Linked DNA regions of Sus scrofa: regions 1 and 2 are each linked to region 3. The links are chromatin contacts, called in public Hi-C and HiChIP or PLAC-seq maps. All regions are on one chromosome and are shown on one strand. Each heading gives the region's core, a stretch centred on a gene start, on an enhancer-like site or on the middle of the called end of the contact. The rest is flanking DNA. Distances are from core to core; before and after follow the strand shown. Region 1 overlaps EXOC6 (exocyst complex component 6). Region 2 holds the start of EXOC6 (exocyst complex component 6). Region 3 holds the start of HHEX (hematopoietically expressed homeobox).

Evidence for each region. A called contact is a pair of places that touch in the nucleus more often than the background predicts. HiChIP or PLAC-seq counts read pairs in DNA pulled down with a chosen protein or histone mark.
Region 1: a Hi-C map of retroperitoneal adipose tissue shows a contact between it and region 3, with 1.7 times the contacts expected there. The contact joins the enhancer-like site here to the promoter of HHEX in region 3. A contact is called at or near these places in 1 of 5 promoter capture datasets (liver), 10 of 47 Hi-C or Micro-C datasets (alveolar macrophages, blood, embryonic fibroblasts and 6 more) and 2 of 2 datasets of contacts at active chromatin or transcription factors (alveolar macrophages and skeletal muscle).
Region 2: a contact with region 3 is called in an H3K27ac HiChIP or PLAC-seq map of skeletal muscle, with 6 times the contacts expected there. The contact joins the promoter of EXOC6 here to the promoter of HHEX in region 3. A contact is called at or near these places in 1 of 5 promoter capture datasets (liver), 5 of 47 Hi-C or Micro-C datasets (blood, mesenteric adipose tissue, retroperitoneal adipose tissue and 2 more) and 2 of 2 datasets of contacts at active chromatin or transcription factors (alveolar macrophages and skeletal muscle).

Annotation. Positions count from the first base shown.
Region 1 is chr14:104,366,637-104,370,431 of Sscrofa11.1, reverse strand. All of the region lies in intron 1 of EXOC6 (exocyst complex component 6), which reads right to left. Among named protein-coding and RNA genes, the nearest start is that of EXOC6, 42 kb to the right of the region's middle. Within about 2 kb of position 2,326, at least 11 of the 83 cell types and tissues checked have an H3K27ac peak or open chromatin away from gene starts, as enhancers often do. A contact at or near this core is called in alveolar macrophages and retroperitoneal adipose tissue, where this site is marked.
Region 2 is chr14:104,325,082-104,329,058 of Sscrofa11.1, reverse strand. It overlaps EXOC6 (exocyst complex component 6), which reads right to left and starts at 2,116. Exons shown (of 23, transcript XM_021073792.1): 1 at 1,921-2,116. The coding sequence starts at 2,033.
Region 3 is chr14:104,192,934-104,196,945 of Sscrofa11.1, reverse strand. It overlaps HHEX (hematopoietically expressed homeobox), which reads right to left and starts at 2,522. Exons shown (of 4, transcript NM_001244579.1): 1 at 2,125-2,522; 2 at 1-50. The coding sequence starts at 2,485.

The sequences.
Region 1 (3,795 bases), core at 1,077-3,576, 170 kb before region 3:
AATATTAAAAAATGGCTAGAATTTTATTATCCTTAAGCAGTGGGAAAAAAGTGTTTTCCCTCCTCTCTATAGAATTCTTCAAAATTTTCTACAATGAAGGTTTTTGTTTTTTATTAATTCAGTTGAAAAAGTATTTACTGAGGATTTCCCATGTGGCACGGTGGGTTAAGTATCCGGCGTTGTCATGCAGCAGCTAGGGTTGCTGCTGTGGTGTGGACTGGATCCCTAGCCCAGGAGTTTTCATATGCCGTAGGTGCAGCCCCCAAAGAAAGTATTTACTGAGAATGTTGTACCCATGGTATTATGCTATGTAACATAGTTTGAATTAGCCAGGTATGCATGACAATCATAGGCCTCAGGGACTATAAGGCCTGCATTTGAGATATTTATTTAAAATATACACACAAGACATACAATCATAACTAAACAACATTGTGTAGCACTTTAAAAATCCATGCTATTAGAATTCAGACAGAGAAAATATCCATATATTTATATGTGTATGTGTTTAAATAGATAATATGTATCCTTGTAGAATACAATGTTTTAGGATGCCAAAATTTCATATAGGAAATAGGACCTAAGAAGGGAATTCCGTGATAGGTAGATAGAGGAGGAGAAAATTCAATCATGGTAAACACAGCCAGGAAAGAACACAGCACTGTAAAAGAGACAAGCAGTTTAACCGATATGAAGGATATCTGTTGTAAGTAGTGAGAATTCTAACAGAACTCTTAAGAGTAGTTAATCTTTACTTGACTTGTGCCCAAGCCAAGGAGTGGCAAGACTATTCTCTGTGATTTTAATAAAAGTCATAAATCTTCGCCCCAGAAAACTGTACAAACACAACTACAATATATTCTTTGTCTCTAAGAACCACTGACCATTCACAAGGCTGGACAAGCAATATGGCCTCTTCTGACCAACAGTACTTTGCACCAGAAGCGTACAACTGATTCAAGATAGTTCAGTTAGACAGCTCTTTCAGGAATTTTGAACTGGAATTCAGACACAGCCATCTGTATGCGCTTGACTGACATATGGAAGCTGTAGGTGGTCATCCTCCTCAAGTACAGAGAGAAGGAGAGAAAGCCAGACTTCAGAGAACGAAGAAGACAGAGAGAAACATGGAGAAATGGAAAGAAATACTATCACTTCTTTCTTTCTTCTAGTCTTTTGAGAAGTAGGATTGCTGTGAGATACCCAGTAACCGTACACTATTTTTTTCCATAAGTTCATTCAAGTTGGTTTAGTAATTACAACTAAAATAAACAAAAATCTGTAACTAAGATATACATGCACATGTATGCACACACCTACACATACACAAACATACACACAAATTCCTTACAATTATAAGGAGTTGACAAATCACCTTATCTGACCAATACATTAGAGCATGTCTTCCCAAATGAAGAGGTTATACCACAATAATGATCATCTCAAACCTCATTCTAACTTTCTATCTATGCCATGATATAAAAAAAAATCCAAAAATAAAGTCATAGTTTAATTAAATAGACCCTTGAGGAAACGAACATGTCAAACAAGTCTCTAGGATAATAAGCGATAATAATATAATGCCATCTAGCTTTCATACAACATTTTTGCTTTTTCAAAACTTCCACAATATTGAATAGCTAAGTAAAGAATTCAGGATAAATGTCCTAAAATATCACTGTTAAGTATCTAAACCAAGTAGGTATTTTGTAGCTGTCAAGTAATGGAGAGTTTCTAGCAACTCTAACAACGTATAAACACAGAATTCAATTTTTTTCATTACAGAATGATTAAGATTTTTTTTGTTTACAAAATATTCACTCTTTTCCCATAAATATTTCATCTAGTTTGCCATATGCACTCTTAAATGTTTTATTAAGTAATGCCCAGGTGTTTCCTCTAATTCAACTGAAGACATTCTGTCAAACAATATTTTAAATGACAGAGTTAATATACTTTAATTTAAAAAAAAGGAAACAATCATATCTTAAAGAATCATACAATCTATCAAAGTATCAAGATAAATCAAAGTCAAAAAATAAAGGATGGCTTTCCATACATTTCTGATGTTGAATTTTACTTGCCTTGTTTTTCCTCTATGCACAATTTCTCAGACTTGTACTCACTAATAATATCCTGTTTCCCTGCACAGGAAAGAGTCTAGTGCAGTTTGTTAGTTAACATTACTTCCTATAACTAGGACTGACATTCTGTAATATTGACATTAACACTCACTGAAATTGGTTAACAACAAAGCATAATGATGATCGTTAATGGACATCCTCTATGGTGAAACCTGAACTGATAATCAGCTAACACAGATTTGCAATAGACTTCCTCCTTCCTGTTTTTACACTCCTGACGAAGGAGATGTCTCTTCCTGTTGACTTTTGCACTACTTGATAAAAAGCTAAAGATGAGAAATGGAAACTCTTAACATGTATAAATTTAATTTCTCCTCTAGGAAGGATAACAAGTTGCTAAATAAATTTTAATTCGAAAAGCTTAAACAATTAATCAGATTAATGAATGCAGATGTAGACTGCCTCCCTAGAAGAATGTAGAAAATTCAACAAAAACATCAAACTGTCTAGAGCAGATCTAAAGTGCAGCAGTTTGCTTAGCAGCTTAAGAGATGATCTATATACTGCTACCAAAGTCCTTCTCAGGAGTATTCATTTACAATCAAGGGGAAATTCACTTAAGATTGACTTCTCAGCAAAGCAGCCAAAAACAAAAAACAAAAGCAAACAAAAAAACCACCATTCACCATGGAAAATAAAACAGAAAATTAATTGAATTCTACACTTACAATTTGTGCTTTACGCTAAAAACTATAGTTCAAAATGTAGATATAACATTAATATTTATAGACCCCAAACTTTAGCAACAAACTTTTATAAAGCAGAAACTATAAGAGATGTGAGAAGAGACTGTAACAAATTAAAAAGTAGGACACTAACATACCTCTCAATTTAAGAAAGGTGAAAAACAATATGAGGCCTTAAAGTACATAACCAACTTGGTTAATAAGGAGTCTGTGTGTAAAACTGAGAACCCTAATAAAAGAGAATATGCTTTCTTTCTAAGAGTACATGAAACACTCAAGAAAACTAACCATATATTAAGCCACAAATAAAATCTCAGTAGAGTTCCCTGGTAGCCTAGAAGTTAAGAATTAGGCACTGTCACTGCTGCAGCATGGGTTTGATCCCTGGCCCCAGAACTTTCTCATGCCACAGGCATGACCAAATGGAGAAAAAAAAAAAAAAAAAAGATTTACCTAAATGAAGTGTAATAAAATTAAAAATTAAAAGCAAATTTTTAAAAATAAAAAAGACTACATCTGGAAACTTTTTAAAAAATGCACCACTAAAAAACTATTGGATCAAAGGGAAAATATTAAAATAAAACAGCAGAATTTCTTTAAAATGGCAAGGAAAACATCAGAATATGTGAGATACAGCTGTATCAGTCATTAGAGAAACATTAATAGCATGAAATAATTACCTCAATAAAATAAATGAAACAAGTGCAAAATACAAAAAGCTAGAAAAACAATAAATTAAATCAAAAGAAACAGAAGAAATAAATCATTAAATATGAAAGGAATGCTTTTATATTTAATGAAAACAGAGAATTAATGAAATGAATAAATCCCAAGACAAGAGAAAATTAGTGGAATGAATAAATCCCAAGACACATCTTTTTTTTTAAATCAACAAATCAGACCAACCCAGTGAACCTAATCATGAATAAAAAAAGAATGAAATCACAAACCATCAAAACAGAAGA
Region 2 (3,977 bases), core at 867-3,366, 130 kb before region 3:
ACAGTAGCCTTTGGAAAAGACTGCCCTCACTCCTTGTTCAATAACCCAAACATGAAGCTAACAGTGGGCATTCCAGGTCCAGTGGTAATGATAACAGGCAGCACCTGGAGGAAATATTTATGCAGTGTCTACCCTTGTGATGCTGGGAGGGTACTGGGACTGCTAGATCTAAACAGGTTCATTTCTTTAGGAAGACCAAGTATAAGCTTCTGGATATTTTCCCTCAGAACAGAGGATGGGACAGATCCAAGAACCAAAGCAAGAAGTCAGGTCCAGTACCAGGGCAAGACTAGCCGATAGTTCCAAGGATGGATGAAGTCTGTAGATGTTAGCCAGGATTGTGAGACCAAGGGAGAAGTAGAAAGGGTCAGGGGTCAAAGACTAAGGGCTCTGAAGCAGCAATGGCAGCAGAGGCCATGGTAATTAACACATGGCCAGGTTCCCTTTATCCCCTTCTCACATTTCCCTGTAGACTTCTGACCTAGCTGCCAGACAGATGCACAAGTTTTAGAAGATGCTAGACAGTATAAAGTCTGTTTCCTTTGGAAAAAATGACCAAGCCCTTGTGAAAAGCTTTGGTTTCTTCTACTTATTGAATAAGGTAAAAATTACCTGTCTTTTTTCATGGATGTCTACGATGCTCAAATAAAATGAAAGTGAAAAGAACAGTTATAATAGAGTTGTAATTATTTTGCAACCGCATCTACATGTTGATAATCCAAGAATCAACCAGTAAATACCATTAGCTTCCCATACCCCCAACATTACTTTAGGCCCTTTGGAAAGATTCAAAATTTATTTAATGCAAAATCAAATTGAAACATTCAGGAGAAATGTATTCAGACCGAAATTATAGAATTTCAAAGCATTTGACCCTGGATCTTTTTGAGAATGAAAAGACAACACCAAAAAAAAAAAAAAAAAGAAAGAAAAAGAAAAAAGAAAGAAATCCTTTCACTTAATCTACAAATATTAGTCAACAAATATTTATTGACTGTCACTATCCTGTTCCCACACTGATAGGTATCAGATAAAGGCAGACAGACAAATTTTTTTTTTCTTTTTAGGGCCACACCCACGGCATATGGCAAATCCCAGACTAGGGGTCTAATCGGAAATACAGCTGCCTGTGCTATAGCCATAGCAATGCCAGATCTGAGCCGCATCTGTGACCTACACCACAGCTCAAGGCAATGCCAGATCCTTAACTCACTGAGCGAGGCAGGGATCAAACCAGCAACCTCATGGCTCCTAGTCAGAATCATTTCAGCTGCACCACCACAGGAACTCCAAAATAATTAAACTTTAAAAGTGTCCATTTAGCACAGAGATACATGGTCTTTCATCTTAATCCTGCCCTTGAACTATGCATATTAATCCCCATCCTACCAAAGAAGTTATTTTTAAATCTTATGTAGAAATAAAAAAAAATACATCCAAGAGGCCACCATATACCCAAGAGCAACAACAATGCAAATAAGCATTCTGCGTTCTTCCCCTACAACTGACGTCCACACAAATATAAATGAGTTTCATTGATACATCTAATTGTTCTTGATGTTTTTCACTAGGCAACATCTTAGAGAAAATAATTGAAACCTGATATAAATAAGACGGAATATCCATCTGGAGTTGGCATGCGGCCCTTTTTGACCACTTGAAAGTCATTTCTATTTTTGGATCTTGTGATGATGAATCCTGAAACAAATACAATGCAAAAAAGTGGATTTTTTATTTATTGTCATTCATTTAAGGATAAAATTTTGAGATTAGGTATATAAAGAACTGTAACTATTTTTCAAAAATTATTTTTTATTCTTTATAAAAATAAGTATACAAAGAAGAAAAGTATAAAAAGAAGTGCATAAGACTACCTTATACCTACCAAAGAAGAAACCAGAAAATATAAAGGAGACTTACCTTAAAGTAGCTTCAATGGGCAGCTCGAAGGACTGGATCTCAGCCAGGACATTCTCATAGGTTTGATCTGCGTCCTCTTCCAACATTGCTCCTGATTTTCCAGCCACAGACATCAGATTTTCAGTGCAAAACAGTTGTAATTTATAAGAGAAATGTCGTTTTCCCTATAATTATGACAAGGGTTCTCTCTTCATCCAAAGTAGCAGCAAAAAACTGAGCTCACTGTCTGAGCTCATGCTATCAAAATCCTGGCTTCCAAGAATGTTGCACAGCTGTTGCTGTCCTGTCTCTGCTTATAACATTTTACTTATTATTAACCTTGACACAGTTCAGAAAGTTCCTGCCCAATGCCTGCTATATTTATTTGCTTGTTTCTCAAAGACAGTAACAGCAAACTTTGATAGGGATTAGAAAAATTACACTATAAAAAGTTATTAAATTACAACGGACTTGTTAGGGCACATATTTTAATGTTATTTATGCTAACTGCGCCATTAGAGCTATGCTCCTAATTATTCCTGCAACGACACCCTTGCCCACAAACCCAAGCAGTTAACTTACTCAGAAAAAATATGTGTGTAACAATCCTATAGGATATGATTTTGAGGTCACTGGACAAGCACCTTGGTTCCCCATCCCTGTCACTTGCCACCTTACTCACAAAGGTGTGACGTTCCTCCGTTAAAGAGCCATTCCTTTTTTTGTCTCCTGTTCAAAGACAGATGCTCCTGGAAATGGCTTAATTTTAATCCTTAAACCAGCCACTTATGCCTCACTGTGAATGAGTTTGCTAGATCCTTTCTGCAGGAGAGATTTTGATGTGGAGGGAGAAAGCACGAAGACGCCAGCATGTTAAGGGGGCTGGTTGCCACCGAGAGGAAAAAAGTGTGAAAGGAGTAGAGGCCTAAAATATAAAGGAAAAATGTGGAGACCAGCCAGCCAGTCCCAAGGAGGCCTAAAAAATTAAATGGATACATAATTCCCATTACCATTTGTACTAGATCTTCCTGAATTCTGAGTTTAACCTCATGCTTTCTTGCCCAGTACTGGAAAGAGAGGGAGGACTAGTGACATTCTTCTGTATGAATCTATTTTTTTAAGTTTTTATCAGATTTGTTAATATTGTTCTGAAAAGAAACGGGAAGTTCTTTCTCCTCAAAATGTAATATTCATATAACCACAGGCATGCTTCATAAACTGCATCAGTTTTTCACTTCTCTGTGCACCCTTACACTTGTCAGTGCCACACTGAGTGTCCCTCCATGCCCCAGGGCTTTGGGCTTAGCCCTGTGACTTCTGCAGGCCAGTGATACATGACAGTTTGTGAGCTCCAGGCCTGGGCTTTGTAAGGCCTCTCTTGCTGCTGTTTGCCCTCTTACACCTCTACCATCACCTGAGAAAAATATTCCCGGCTAGCTTGCTGGTCCAAGGAGGATGAGACATACAGGAAGCAGAGTCATTGCCACTGATCCACAAAAATGCAGGGAGAAGCATAGTTTTGCATCTAGCTGCAGCAGTCTGAAGCAGAGGCACCCACCCCAGCCATGCCCCAAATACTCACAGACACAGGAGCAATGACGAATGATGGTTCTTTTCAGCCACTGAGTGATGGGTTGGTTATATGTGCTAGTAGCAAACTAATCCAGCAGTCTTCACCTCAACCCCACCAATACCTTCAACTCTTAGCCCTAGTTTTCCTCCAATGGCAGGATGGCAGAAATGCATCAGGAATATGCCTAACACTATTTCCCCCAAGAGGGAGTGATGGTGCCTGCCTTCAAGACCTGACACAAAACAGTGATTTTCTATCTTGTGTTAAAGCCATTTATGTGCAACGTTTTTAATTTATGCCAAATTATCAGACTATGCAAGAAAAGAATGTCTATTTGATTTGTATTTGTATTCCCCTTAACACTAACACATTGCCTTGTGTAGCAGGAGTGTTCAGGAAATGCTTATTGAATGAGTGAATGATTGACAGTAAAGCTACAAGCTATGGATTACTCCTGCCTTCTGAGGAAATATTGGTCCAAATGGTGCAAAAATATGACACTTCC
Region 3 (4,012 bases), core at 1,273-3,772:
CCTTTTATGCAGAGGCCTCTGAAGGAAGGGGCTCCAGAGCAGGGGTTTGCCTGTGGGCAAGAGTGGCTATTAGAAAGGACCCTGTAGCGGCCTGACCCACTTCAGACTTGTCTGGCCCTGAGAGTGACAAAGAGAAGGAAGGGAGCCTGGAGGACCCGCTACCAGATACACCGACATATACAGACCCAGAGATACAGGAACACCCAAAGTCACACGCCTACACTGCCTATGCACATAGATCACACTGTACACTCCCAGACACACACAACCATCACGCCCATAGCTAAATATAACCGTTTTGATTCCCAGAAGAACATCGACTATAAATTGAGCTTAAAATCACCATGATCTTTTTAACCAGTCGCTCTCAGAATTTATACACAACTTTTTGCTCCTCTGGGCCCTCTCTCTTGGGGGAGCGCACTTTCCAAAGATCAAGTGGGTGTTACGTTGAGGAGGAGCGGGTTTGTCGCACTAGTCAGGCGCGTTGCTGCCGGGGCGGCGCCGGGACCAGGAGACCACCTCCAGGGTGCGAGGGAAACCCTCCCGCCCGGGCGCGGGCTTCAGGGCGCGCGCGCGTAGCTTTCAATCCTGCCTGGAGGGCGCCGCGGCCTTCTCTGATTTCACACCCGGCTCGTGGGGGCGGCCAGTAAAAGCCACCCCGTGGGCTATGGCAACATTTCCGTCAATGTGTTTCCTGTTGGTCTATCTCGAAAAACCCTTTGCTTCCTCCTGCACAGTCCCAGCAGTAACCCAAGGAAACCCAGGGCGCGCTCAGTGAAAATGCTCGCCCCCAGGTCCGGCCCAACCCGGCTGAGAGTCCGCCTTCAGCCCCAGCAGGCGAAGAGAGTGACGACAGGCCTGTGGCACCAAACCCTCGAAGGCGGGATCAAAAACACAATATAATAACTCTAAAAAAAAAAAATCCTAAAATATAAACTCCCCCAAATCTCTGTAGCAAAGTAGAAAAGTGGAGCGCTAGGGGCTGCACCATAATAATGACATTACAAAGTCAATTAATTGAAATGTTAGTTGTCTGCCGGGTGCCTGCAGAAGCTGCTGATAACAGAGGTTAGATTTAAAACCTTGGTGACCCAAGGCAAGGAGCCCGGTTTTATTTACCCCAGGCTTCAGATGCCAGAGGCGCCAAGGGCCACCCGGAGCGTGGATCACGCTTATTTCTTTGGCCATGTACTGAGGGGACAAGTCCTGTAAACTCTATATGGCCAACGTGTCCGCGCTGCCCTTCCTACTCCAAAGACGTGTCGGTCAGTCCGTCCGTCCATGGGTCTGCAAGGCCTGCGCTACACGCTTTGAAAGCTGGCATTGTTTTTTCGAGATTTTGCTTACGTCAGGATTCAGACCGGTTCAAAACAGCCTCAAAAAAAAAAAAAAGGAAGCAACTGGTTATTTTAGCTGCCATAAAGTCACATCCCACACAGAGGAAATGAACAATATCAGAAAAACGGATCCCGGCTATCAGAAGTCGAGTGTTTCCTGAATTTGTCTGTATTGAGGATGTCGATAAAATAATCAGCAGCGTGCACTACTCCGGGGGAAGGGTCTGCTTCATGCAGCCAGGAAAACACTTAACAGCTTCTGAAACCAGATTTACTCCTATCGAGAACTCAAGATTTCCTGTATGAACGGAAAGGGTCAGGCTCTTTCACTGCACAAGCTTGTTGAACTAGGTCCAGCCCCGTAACCACCCGGCCCGGGAACTACCCTTGCCCCGCACGAGTGGCCTGGGGGGCCTTGGCACTCCCTTCCCAGTCCCCCCAGCTCAGGGAGCCCCACCCGGGCGACACGGGCCCCCAGGACTCCTTCGTCCGTCGGCCCTGGCGGCAGCGCCCGAGGTCTGGCCGGGGCCTGCTTGCCCCGACGCCTGCAAGGTGCAGGAAAACCAATCTGAGTCACAGTGCGGTCAGTCTGGGCCGCGCGCCGCCGGGGCCCGCGCCTCCCGTTCCCCGCGCGCGCCCGACAGCCGCTTTTCAATCGCTTTTGCCACAACTTTCTATTGCCTCCCCCTCCGCCCCCGCCGCCTCCTGGGCGCTGCCACCTGCCGGGTGGCGCCTTCCTCTCCGCCGCCCCGGCTCGGCCCCGCCATGACCCCGGCCGCCTTACCCAGGGGGTCGTGGCGGATCAGGGCGTGCGTGTAGTCATTCACCGACCGCGGGAAGGGGTACAGAGGGCCCCCGAAGCCGCTGGGTCCGTAGGCGGCGGCCAGCGCGGCAGCGGAGTGGTGCGAGAAGGCGGGGTGGATCGGCGTGGGCTCGTACACCGGGGTCCGGTAGGAGGACACGAGGCTGGTGAAGGAGGAGTTGGGGGACGGCAGCGTGGGCGTGGGGGTGGGCGCGGCGGGCCCGCGACCCAGAATGTCCTCGATGTAGAACGGCGTCGGGTGCGCAGGCTGCAGCAACGGCGTGGGCGCGTACAGCGGCACCCCCACGGCGCCAGCTGGGGGACCGGGGTGCGGGTACTGCATGGCTCTGCCGCGCTCCGGCCCCTCGGAGAGCTGCCGGCCCGCGCCGCGGCGCTACATTTATCCGCGCTCCGCGCTCCCGGCGATAGGCTCTGTCGGCCGCGGGGTGGGGCCGGGCACTCTGGCCCCTTCCTGCCGCCAGGCCCTGCGGCCAATGGCGCGGAGCCCCGGGAGCCGCCTCCCGCCCCCACCTTTGGCCCGCCCCCGTCGGCTGAGCTCCCCGCCCTCGGGACCAGCCCGCTTCCAGCCTCCGAGGACCCTGCGCCCCCGTGCCCAGCTGCCCGCACGCTCGGGGCTCCAGGCACCCCGGCCCGTGACGCCCTCGAAAGAAGTCCGGGACACCCTCGAAGGAAGCCCAGGGCCGCGTCCGTCGAGCGAGGCGTGAGGCAAGCAGCTGCCTGGAAGGCGGATTCAAGCGGCTGTAGCCCCGGTGGGAACACACCTCCACCGAAACCCGGGTGCACTGGTCGGAGCCCGGACCTGGGGTGGCTGCAGCTGCCCCAGGGAAGGGACGGCTGGACTCGGGCTCTGCAGGCGTAGAGGTCACTGGCAGGACTGCGGCTTCGCAGGCCCGAGAGCACCCTCCCTGGTCGGCGCGCTCCCTGGAGTAACGGTGGCACAGGCTGTTGCCCCGGGCGTCTAGGGGAGCTCGCGGTGGGAGAGAGTGCCTTGGGATCCTGGGGCAGCTCCAACGAGAGAGATCCACGGCCCTTGCCTGCCCAGTGGGGTAAGGATAACTAGACTTCAGGTGTTCTGGACTCTTGGCCTCTCTACCTTGTTTCACTTGTGGTCCCCGGGACTCAGCCACTTCCCGGGGACGCTGGCAGAAGTCCCTTCCGGCAGGAATTAAGGGAAGGCCTGAGTCCTACGGCGTCAGCCAAAAGCTGTGCGATTTTCTCCGACCCATTAGGAGCTGCTCCTGGTCCCCTATCCCCGGGTCCAGGGGGATCACAGCTGCGCGCAGCCCCGCTTTTGCCGTTTTGCACGTGTTTTCTATTGAAGCCTTGACGCTACCCGGTGTGGCTTCGGTTCTGTGCAGCTCCACTCGCCTGCGGGGCAAGGGGGCATTTTCTTGATTGACGCCCTCCTGCGGTAGTCACACCTCGCGGTGAGCGGTTTCTGCTAAGGTCCTCCATGAACCGTGGAAATGAGAGGACTTCCCGGCTTTTTCTATTCAGCGTTTTTATTTGCCTCTTGGAATTATTTCTCCGACTGCAGCAGAACGGCAGTAGGAAGAGTGGGCTGGAAGCCGGATGGCCTGGATTCAAGTTTAAGTCTGCACTTTTTTGTTGAGCACCTACTGTGTGCCAGCAGTGTACAAGACAGATTTTGTTCCTGTCCTCGAAGTGGCTGGAAACAAATTTAATACAGTGACTTATGTATGTGCTAGGAAGAAGTATGTGATGTTTGAAAAATGAGTAGGTGTGAAGGAGCCTAGAGAGGGACTAACACTTCAAACCCAGGGAATAACATGTGAGAGTAGTCAATACAGCTTTTCAAGTTGGGTTCCCTGAGTTTTTCTCATCTGAA